Linked DNA regions of Rattus norvegicus: region 1 is linked to region 2. The links are chromatin contacts, called in public Hi-C maps. All regions are on one chromosome and are shown on one strand. The core of a region is the stretch at or near the end of the contact, and the rest is flanking DNA. Distances in the headings are between cores, read along the strand shown.

Region 1 (4,889 bases), core at 1,387-3,886, 220 kb before region 2:
GGGATCCTCTCTCTGGTTAAAGCTCACCAGCACCATCCTCATTCTCAGCTCTCAACAGTTTTGAGGTGAACTCCAGCCTCTCGGGTTAATAGTTTGTCCTGTTTGAAATCGGAGTCCCAAAGCTGCTGTATTCACTCAGCCAATGTGTCTGACGCTCCTGACAGTTATCTGTGCCTCAAACCGAGGGCAGCGTTATTTGCATGGCATCAAAAAAGTTCAGTAATGGCGATTTAGAGCCTGTCATTTTTTTTTCTTTTTTTTTTTCAGAGCTGGGGACCGAACCCAGGGTCTTGCACTTGCTAGGCAAGCGCTCTACCACTGAGCTAAATCCCCAACCCCGAGCCTGTCATTTTTATACTTCACTCTAAACCCTGAAGCCGACATGTTTGGAGACATGACATCCCATCTGAACAAAGACAGCACAGTTCTCTCATTGAGGCCGGTGACCAGGCTGCGGTGGCTGGGAGCAATGGCTGCCCTTCCCACTCCCAGGCCTTCATGCAGGACTATGAATGGGGGATATGGTTTTCCTTCCTGTGTTTCATAGTCCTGGCAGGTTAGTCTGGGGTGACCAGTAGGTACTTTAGAAGTCCTGGGTCAAATGCTCAGTTGTGAGGTCCCTGTCCCCTTCTGCATTCTGAGACGTGGGTGCCTGTCCTGGGGCCACCAGTATAGCACCCAGACAAGCTTTTAAAATTTGGCTTGTCTGTGCCAATGTGTGCTGGGATCGAGGTGATCATGGTGGCCAGATAGATGGCTTTGGCTGCTGATCCTTCCACCATCCACTAGATGGTGTTGCATTCTGCCTGACTTCAGGCTGAGATGTCAATCAATCCCTGTGCCGGGGTGGGATGGGGTGTGTGCATCCTGGGAGACTTGCTTAGGATGCCACCAGTCAAATTGAGCTGTTGTGTAGCAGATCTTCAGATGTCGGGGAGTCTCTAGGGTTCAAGATCTCTGTACCCTAACCTGCCAAGTGAGTCCCATCCAGGTGGCTCCATCCAAGACTGTTGGAGAGACCATGTTCTGGTCTATTCCAGCCTGATTACTGCTCACTGCTCATACTGGGAATTCACCTGGTTCTGCACCTTTAAGTAGTTTTGTTTGGCTGTAGAATTACTATTAATGTCAGTTCTCGAAAAGGGGGAAGACTTGATGGAAGGGAAACTATAGGGAAAAAAAGACCACAAAATAACTATAAGCAAAAAGGGGGGATTATGGGTGTCACATGTCAGAATGTTTATCTCAGTTTGAATCTTGGTGCTGCCTCCCTGGTTGTCTGACAGGGACTAAGTCTGGCTCCTGAGATGCAGACAGCCCAAAGAGCTCTCATCTAACCCTCCTTTTGAGCATCAAGTCTGTTTCAGGTCCTGTGGGGGAAACTGAGGGCCCAGTGGTGGGGCGATTTGCCAAGGGCTCCAGACTAATCAGCTGGATCACCTCACCCCTGACTCCTCATATCAGAAAGCAGGAGCTGTCCTGGGAGTCCAGATAGGCAAGGACATAAGGTGTGGGGACTAAGAGGGACACATTGCCAAACATTATCCCTAGAGCCATACCAGCTCTGTAATCCTAAGATCACTGGGTAGACCATGGGTTTGAGAGACTGAGTGCACAGAGGTGCAGACTAACTCACAGCCTTTTTTTATTTTAATTTTTATTTTATTTTATTTTATTTTTGAGACAGTGTCTCTCTAGAAATCCCAGTTCCCCTACATAGTCCAGTCTGGCTCTAAACCTTTTCATCCAAGCTTCCTGAGTGCTGGGGTTCTAGGTTTGTGCCACCAATGTGTCTTTTAAAGGTCACACTTAGTACTTCAGTCTCGGAGTAAATGGGGCAGCACTGATCTCCACTCTGCCCACCAGGAACCTGTGTTTTCTTTCTTTCTTTCTTCTTCCTTCTTTCTTTCTTTCTTTCTTTCTTTCTTTCTTTCTTTCTTTCTTTCTTTCTTCCTTCCTTCCTTCCTTCCTTCCTTCCTTCCTTCCTTTCTTTCTTTCTTTCTTTCTTTCTTTCTTTCTTTCTTTCTTTTTTCTTTTTCTTTTTTTGGGAGCTCGGGACCGAACCCAGGTCCTTGCGCTTGCTAGGCAAGTGCTCTACCACTGAGCTAAATCCCCAACCCCCAGAACCTGTGTTTTCAACTGATGGACACATCGTTTGTGCTGCTGACACCCCAAAGGCCACTGCCCACCTGTGGGATGGGGTTGGCGTCTCTACAGTGGGAGGAAGGTGCCACAGCCACTGTGGGGAGATGAAGGGTCAGGAAGAATAGAAGTGTCTCACTGTGGAGTGTGAAAAGTCTCACTAGAGGGTCAGTCACAGCAAAGACGTGGAGGTGTCACAGTCAGTGGGGCAGGATGCACTTGAAGGTGTATGATAGAATTGGATGGTTGGGAGGGAAGGAGGGAGGACAGAGGGGCTGCAGCAGGCTTGAGGCCTGGAGTTCTGGCTAGAGGGGCTTCAACATGACCCTGAAAGGTCATCAGGGACCCCTTAGAAGGAGCAAGCTGTCTTCACTTCCTCCCTCCCTACCCTGAGGATGCCCTGAGAAGGGGTGGGTCGGGCTTTGCTTGATTGCTGGAGCTCCAGCTGGGAAGAAGAGGGTTCCTATCAGGGCTGCACAGCTGGCCAGAAGCAGGGCGGGGTAGTCCTTCCTGGAACAGCCTTTCTATAAACCGAGTCACAGCCGCGTTAAGAGGTCCACTGTGCCCATATTAGCACCCGGCTACAGCAGCACGGGACCAGGTCAGTGCAAGGCTTTACTGAGGGGCCAAAGAATTGAGACTGGGGGCTTTCTTTGCATATGAACTTCTCTGCCTGGGGGTGGGGAGTGAGTAGTCACCACTAAGACAAGAATAACAGAGCAAGAAGATTTTATCTGCTTATGAAAGGACAGAATATTGATGAACCTTCTGAGAAGACATTGAGAAACTCTCCTCCTTGTTGCTCTTGCAGGAACTGGGGTTCTTGGTCCTGGCGGCTGGTAGGTGCCTTCCCAGAGCTCCAGAGAGGTGGGGAGAGCCAGACAAGTCTTGGTTAAGTTAACCCTGTGGTAGTTAACCCTGTAATGGAGTGCCTCGGTGTACCAAGTGTGCATGCAGAGCTGGGCAGGATTGGAAATGGCAGTGAAGGTCGGAAAGGGACAGGCACTTGAAAAGGCCACTTCATCTCATCTGGTGACTTGGGGGACATTTGCAGGCCTCTCTCTGTTTCTGTCAGGCCTTTTTATGCCTGAAAAATACCATCAGAACCAATTCTTTTTTTTTTTTTCTTTTTTTTTTTTCGGAGCTGGGGACCAAACCCAGGGCCTTGCGCTTGCTAGGCAAGCGCTCTACCGCTGAGCTAAATCCCCAACCCCCAGAACCAATTCTTTAAAGATTTATTTATTATATGTAAGTACACTGTAGCTGTCTTCAGATACACCAGAAGAGGGCATCGGATCCCATTACAGATGGTTGTGAGCCACCATGTGGTTGCTGGGATTTGAACTCAGGACCTCTGGAAGAGCAGTCAGTGCTCTTAACCACTGAGCCATCTCTCCAGCCCCAGAAACAATTCTTACTGATTGCCCACACCCACCATACCAGTGGGATGGAACTACTTTTAGCTTTCTGCTTAGGAAGTAAGCTAGTTTCTTTTTATTTTTTAAAATATTTTTTCTTTCTTTCTTTTTCTCTTTTTTTATTTGTTTTGTTTTTGTTTTTAGAAATAGAGTCTTACTGTGTAGCCCTGGCTGGTCCCCAATTTGTTATGTTGACCAGACTGGCTTTAAATTTAGAGATCCACTTGCCTCTGCTTCCAGAGTGCTGGGATTAAAGGCATGTGCCACCACACCAGCCTAGACTTATTTTTCAAGTGTGTGTGTGTGTGTGTGTGTGTGTGTGTGTGTGTGTGTGTGTGTGTGTGTTTGTGTATGTGTGTGTAAGCCAGAGGACAACTTGTGAGAGTGAACTCTGTCTTTCCACTATAAGGGTCTGGGATTGAACTCTGCTCATCAGCCTTAGCCACAAGCACCCTCACCTACTGTGCCATTTTACCAGACCTCTTGAGGAAGTAACCTGAAATGCAAAGTTCTATTAAAGGAGAATGTTCTTAGTGCTGTGACTTACATAAAGGATGGCTATGACCTGAGGTTCAATGGTTAGGGATGGTAGATGGGCAGCCCAGAGCAAGTACAAAAACAGAGACAGGGAGTGGCAGGCTTCTAGGCCCTGGTTAGATGCAGGATCCTGCAGAAGCAAGGAGTGTGAACTTGTCCCCTGGAGGGCACAGGCGTGGCTGTTGATGGGAAGCATCAGCAGCACACTGCACGGGAACAGGAGGATATATCCTGCTGGAGTGTTTAAGGGACCCAGGCTTAGTCAAGGGGGTCACGCCTCAGAACGGCTTGGGCTCACATGCTGGCTCTAACACTGGTATGCAGACTGGGGGTGTTAGCTAGCCTTGTAAACACCAGTTCTTATCATTAGTTCCCATGTGTTCCTACCCTCAGAGGGCTGCCAGAGCATTCCCCCTCTTCTTGCCTTCTGTATACAAAGTTAGTTACTTCCCACAGCTGCATCATCAGCTGATCCCAATGGGACAGGTGCCTTTGCCTGGGCTGGAATGGCAGATTTGGGATGGACAGTTAGATGACAAGCAGGTGTCTGCAGACGACAGGGAAGAGAAACACTTTGGGTAATGTCTGGTCCACGGCAGACACTGTGGAGGGAACAGTGGGCTACAGGGCTTAGGTGTTTGCCTTCTCTGTAGCTGATCCCCCTCTGTTGCAGTTTGTTTTCTCCTCCTTGCAGCTTGGGGCAGAGATCCTGCATTTGACACCATGGACCCTTCAGATGGCGAGGACTCTCCAGGTAGTTATTTATATTCCCCTGGCTTCTTCTTGCAGTGG
Region 2 (4,734 bases), core at 1,155-3,654:
GGAGCATTCCTTCCCTATCGCTAAGCAGAGGATTGATTTTGCTTGGAGGGCCTGTGTCCAGGTGTGGACAAGGGTCAGCTGGAGCGGGACCAAGACAGACGGACCACAAGCACCCTCAGCCAAGCTCCCTTCATATTCCTTCTCCAGTCCTGCTATTCAACACAGTACTCACTGCCCACACTTTTCTTTTGGCCATAGACTACCTCTGAGGAGAGGTCTCTCAGACGTTCTCCTTCCCTAGAGGGATCAGGACCTATTCATCCTATTCAACAGGGTTCCTACTTAATCATTTATTCCTCACACCAAAATAGAGTGACACCCCCCCCCCGTGCCCAGGCAAGAACACAGGGTGGTGGAAGTCCCTAGGAACCAAACTCCCTGGGAACCTAACTCTAACAGTCCTGTAGCCCTCGAGGCATTTTCTCCTCCCTTCTCCCTTCGTTTCTGCTTTCCCTGCCTCTTGCCGTTTTCTTCCTTGTTCTATTTTTTTTTTGTGTGTGTGCTTTCTTTTCGGAGCTGGGGACCGAACCCAGGGCCTTTCGCTTCCTAGGCAAGCGCTCTACCACTGAGCTAAATCCCCAACCCCTTCTTCCTTGTTCTTGCTCCCCATCTCATTTTCTCCCCTTCTCTTTCTAGTTCGTACAAAGCCTGTCTGGCTTTTGGAGTCACGGGGCAGTGCCCTGCCTTCGGTCGCGCGTTGCAGGGTCCATTCTCAGCACAGTCAGAGCCACAGTTGCAGGAGCTAACACTGTCAGCTGAGGACCAGCACAGCAACAGTATGGCCTCCCCTTATTGATCAACTTTGGATGCCGCTCACGCACATCTTGTCCACACGGGGGCGCTCCAACGCTGCTTCTATGGAGTCGCTGGCCTTTCTAGTCTGCATTTTTCCCGTGGTTAGGGGTTGGAGTCCTGGTTTCCAGTCTTTGTCGTCTGACTGCACAGAAAAAGAGCCTGGGCCCAGATGTTCCTAGAGTAGTGTAATTTCCTCTATCAAAGGCTACACGTCCAAAGAGGCCTTAGACTTTTTGATCAGAATTGGGATTCAACAAATTCCTTCAGATATCCCTATTGAAATTTTTTTTCTAATTTCTTTCTTCTTTTTGATTTTTGTTGGTTTTATTTGGTTTTGTTTGGTTCTGTTCGGTTTGGTTCTGTTCTGTTCGGTTTCGTTTGTTTCGAGACAGGGTTTCTCTGTCTTAACACCCCAGGGTGTCCTGGAACTCACTATGTAGACCAGGCTGGCCTCGAACTCACAAAGCTCTACCTGCCTCTGCCTCTGCCTCTGCCTCTGCCTCTGCCTCCCGAGTGCTAGGATTAAAGGCATGCTCCACCATGCCTGGTCTTTCTAATTAATTTAATTTTATATGTATGGGTGTTTTGCCTAGATATATGCCACCCTTGCCTAGTGCCATTGGACACATCAGATCCCCTGGAACTGGAATTACACATGGTTGTGAACTGCCGCTGTGTGGGTGCTAGGAGTGGAAGCTAGATTCTCTGAACCATTGAGCCATCTCTTCAACCTGCCTTTGGAAATTCTTTTATAACCAATCTGTACCAAACTGAATAATGAAGTCCAAAAAGAAAAAAAAGAAAGAAAAAAAACAAAAAAAACAAACAAAAAACAAACAAAAAAAAAAAACAAAAAACTGTGCATGTCCTAGCCAGGCCTAGTGGCACAAGCAAGCCTATTGTAGCTAGCTGGGAGGTTGAGAGTTAAGATTGGGCTGTACAATGACTAAATGACTTTGTATTGTTATTGAAAACAGATTTCCCCCCGCTTGCCCTGGGAGACTCCATTTTAAAGAAGGAAGGTAACTGCACACCTGTGTGAACGTATGAACAGCACCTTTGCCCCGCAGCCTTACTACACATTGCTTCCCCAGGGCCACCTAAAAGATTCACTTGCTGTGGGAAGTTGCCCAGAGGTCAGTGCAGCCATGGTTTAAGGAAACCCAGCTGCATATCAACCATTATCATGTTGGTTTTGCACACACAGAAAACACAAGAGTTAGGAGCATGGGGACTTCCAATGTCGCAGAATGTGTAACAGAGTCAGATTCTTTCCGACAGCCCATGAGGGGGCACGAGGGAAGCTGTGGGAGTGAAAGGGCGACACCAGGAAGTTAGAGAAGCCAAAGGAATGAAACATTAGAGCGAAACTGCAGCCCAGAAGGAAGGGGCAGGGATAACCTCCAAAGGTCCACCCAGGTGACTTGCCTCTGTCAGCCAGGACCACCTCCGGAAAGGTTCTGTCTCCTAAAATAGCGCCACCAGACTTAGAAAACACTTCGCTCAGGAATAAAATGAGCTAGAAAGCAAGCGCATAGTACTAACAAAGCGTCCACACGAGGGTGCCCACACACTTCTTAAAAGACGCTTTGGCTCAAGCAGGTCCCCAGGGGGACCAGGATTCTCCGCGGCAGGGCTGAGCCTCCCTCCAGGCCTTCGCTCCACAGCCTTCTCCCTCTAAGGATTTCCTTGTTTCCTAGGGAGAGATTCCATTACCCTTAAGGGGTTTTAGAGCCATGACCCGTAGCTCAAAGACACAGTAGACATCGTAGTCTACTACAGGATGATGAATTGAGAAGGCAGGCAGCAAACCTGAACCTTTTTGAGGGCTTCCTCTTCATCCCCATGTACTAGTTGAGAAATCCGACATTCCTCCCTCTGGTTCTGCCTTTGTCAAGTCCTGGCACGGGACGGGAGCTGCCGGCCTCTGGGCCGGCTGTGTGGCTGTATTCACTGTCCGAGCAAGACGACCGAGCCTCCGAAGCTCCTGCTTCCTCCTAACGCTCTCACAAAGCCTTGCTCTTCTGTATCAAGGACTTCTAGCTTCTCTGCCCGCTCTTCCCAATTCCTCCCTGCTTCCACCCCACCCCCACCCCCAGCCTCCTGGTTCAGTTTTCCCCTGCTAGCATCTGGCAGAAGGCGGGTGGAGGAGGAGCTGGCGGAATAAACTGGTTACCACATGGCTTCATGGAGAAAACCATATATGATACCAGGAGACACAGGGAAAGCCTCACCAAGCTCCAAGGCCGGTTTCTGCTGCAGGACCAAACACCAAAGGGTTTCTGTACTGGGCTGGAGACAGTAACTTACGGAACTGTCTTCAGTCCCTCCCTCCCTCCCTCCCTCCCTCCCTCCCTCCCTCCCTCCCTCCCTCCCTCCCTTCCTTCCTTCCTTCCTTCCTTCCTTCCTTTCTTCTCTCTCTATCCCCCATCCCCATCCCTATCTCTATTTTAAGAAGGGGTCTTGAGTGCATAATCTCCTGCCTCAGCCTCCACAAGAGTGGGGTACAGATCTCCACCAGCGGCCCCCGCTGAAGCTCCCTAACACTGATCTCATTTCGTCCTCTGTGTTGATTGCCACAAGATGCCCAAGACCAAGGACAGTGCAGGACAGAATTTAGGGAGCATGGCTGTATTTGGAGCCTCCCTCCCTGCATGGGAGTAACTTGTGTGCTGAGAAGACGCACGCACACACCCAGACCAGGCAATGAGACCACGGGACAATGTGGGGACACCAGCCTTCACGTGGGGACTGCAGCTGTGGATACTGAGACAAGGCAAAGGTTTGAGGCTGATGGAAAGAGGCCGCTCTGTTCGGCTCTCAGAGGCTATGCTTGGAAAGGTACTTCTGTCATTCAGGCTTCTGGAGGTGTTAGTAAGTGTAATGGTTGTTTCTCCTTCCTTAACTTTTTCAATTCTGTTACAGACCCACACTGGAAACACCAGTGAGACCTCTGCTACTGCATAAAATCCCATGTGTATGAGTGTGTGCGTGTGCTTGCGCGCGCATGTGTACACACACGCTACATCTCACTTTCAATTCGTCGGTTGTTGAGCATCTGGGTTGCTTCTATTCCCCAACTTCTGTGAATAGAGAGAGCAGCAAAGCATCCCGGTGGCAGGGTATGGAGTCCTCTGGGTACATGCCGGGGAGTGGAATATCTGGGTCATATGATGGTTCTATTTTTAAAGTTCCAGGAAAACGGATGGATCTGGAAATTATTATAGTGAGGTAATTCAGTCTCGGGAAGACAAATACCACATGTTGTCTTTCATAGTCAAATCCTAGTTATTAATACATGTGTGTGCGCATGTGTGTACATGCGTAGCTATGTACATGTATGTGCATGTACAGATATGAATGTGAGTACAGCTCGTGAAAACTAGAAAGGATACCATGAGCAGGGACTGTTTTTCCTGGGGGGGGGGGTAGAATGCCTGTGACATTAAAACAGGAAAGAGGTGGAAAGGTTTAAGAGTGAGTGGGGGTGGGCTGGAGAGATGGCTCAGAGGTTAAGAGCACTGATTGCTCTTCCATAGGACTTGAGTTCAATTCCCAGCAACCACATGGTGGCTCACAACCATCTATAGTGGGACTGATGCCCTCTTCTGCTGTGTCTGAAGACAGCTACAGTGTATGCATATACATTAAATAATAAATAAATCTTTAAAAAAAAAGAGTGAGTGGGGGTAACGGGAAGAAGGAGGAGCTTAATAAAAACAAATTACGTTTGAAAATGCCAAAATGGGATCTATGGAATCTATTAGTAGTACACTGGCTAAAAACATAAATGCATAAATAATTTTAAAATCTCTTGACCGTGTTTGAGAATGAGGGACCACTCAGGTATGAGGTTCAGGGCCTTCAGCTGTTAGCACTGGGAATTGCTGGGTATCCTGGTTTGTCTGTCTGTCTGTCTGTCTGTCTGTCTGTCTGTCT

What was found. A called contact is a pair of places that touch in the nucleus more often than the background predicts.
Region 1: a contact with region 2 is called in a Hi-C map of liver, with 3 times the contacts expected there. The contact joins the promoter of Apol2 here to the enhancer-like site in region 2. A contact is called at or near these places in 5 of 12 Hi-C or Micro-C datasets (the A7r5 cell line, Schwann cells, hepatocytes and 2 more).

What each region holds. Positions count from the first base shown.
Region 1 is chr7:111,216,956-111,221,844 of GRCr8, reverse strand. It overlaps Apol2 (apolipoprotein L, 2), which reads left to right and starts at 2,636. Exons shown (of 5, transcript XM_235465.10): 1 at 2,636-2,743; 2 at 2,954-3,129; 3 at 4,771-4,851. The coding sequence starts at 3,066.
Region 2 is chr7:110,993,896-110,998,629 of GRCr8, reverse strand. LOC120093818 (a long non-coding RNA gene) reads right to left here. Exons shown (of 3, transcript XR_005487523.2): 3 at 3,411-4,006. Among named protein-coding and RNA genes, the nearest start is that of Apol9a, 32 kb to the left of the region's middle. Within about 2 kb of position 2,404, at least 63 of the 93 cell types and tissues checked have an H3K27ac peak or open chromatin away from gene starts, as enhancers often do. A contact at or near this core is called in the A7r5 cell line and liver, where this site is marked.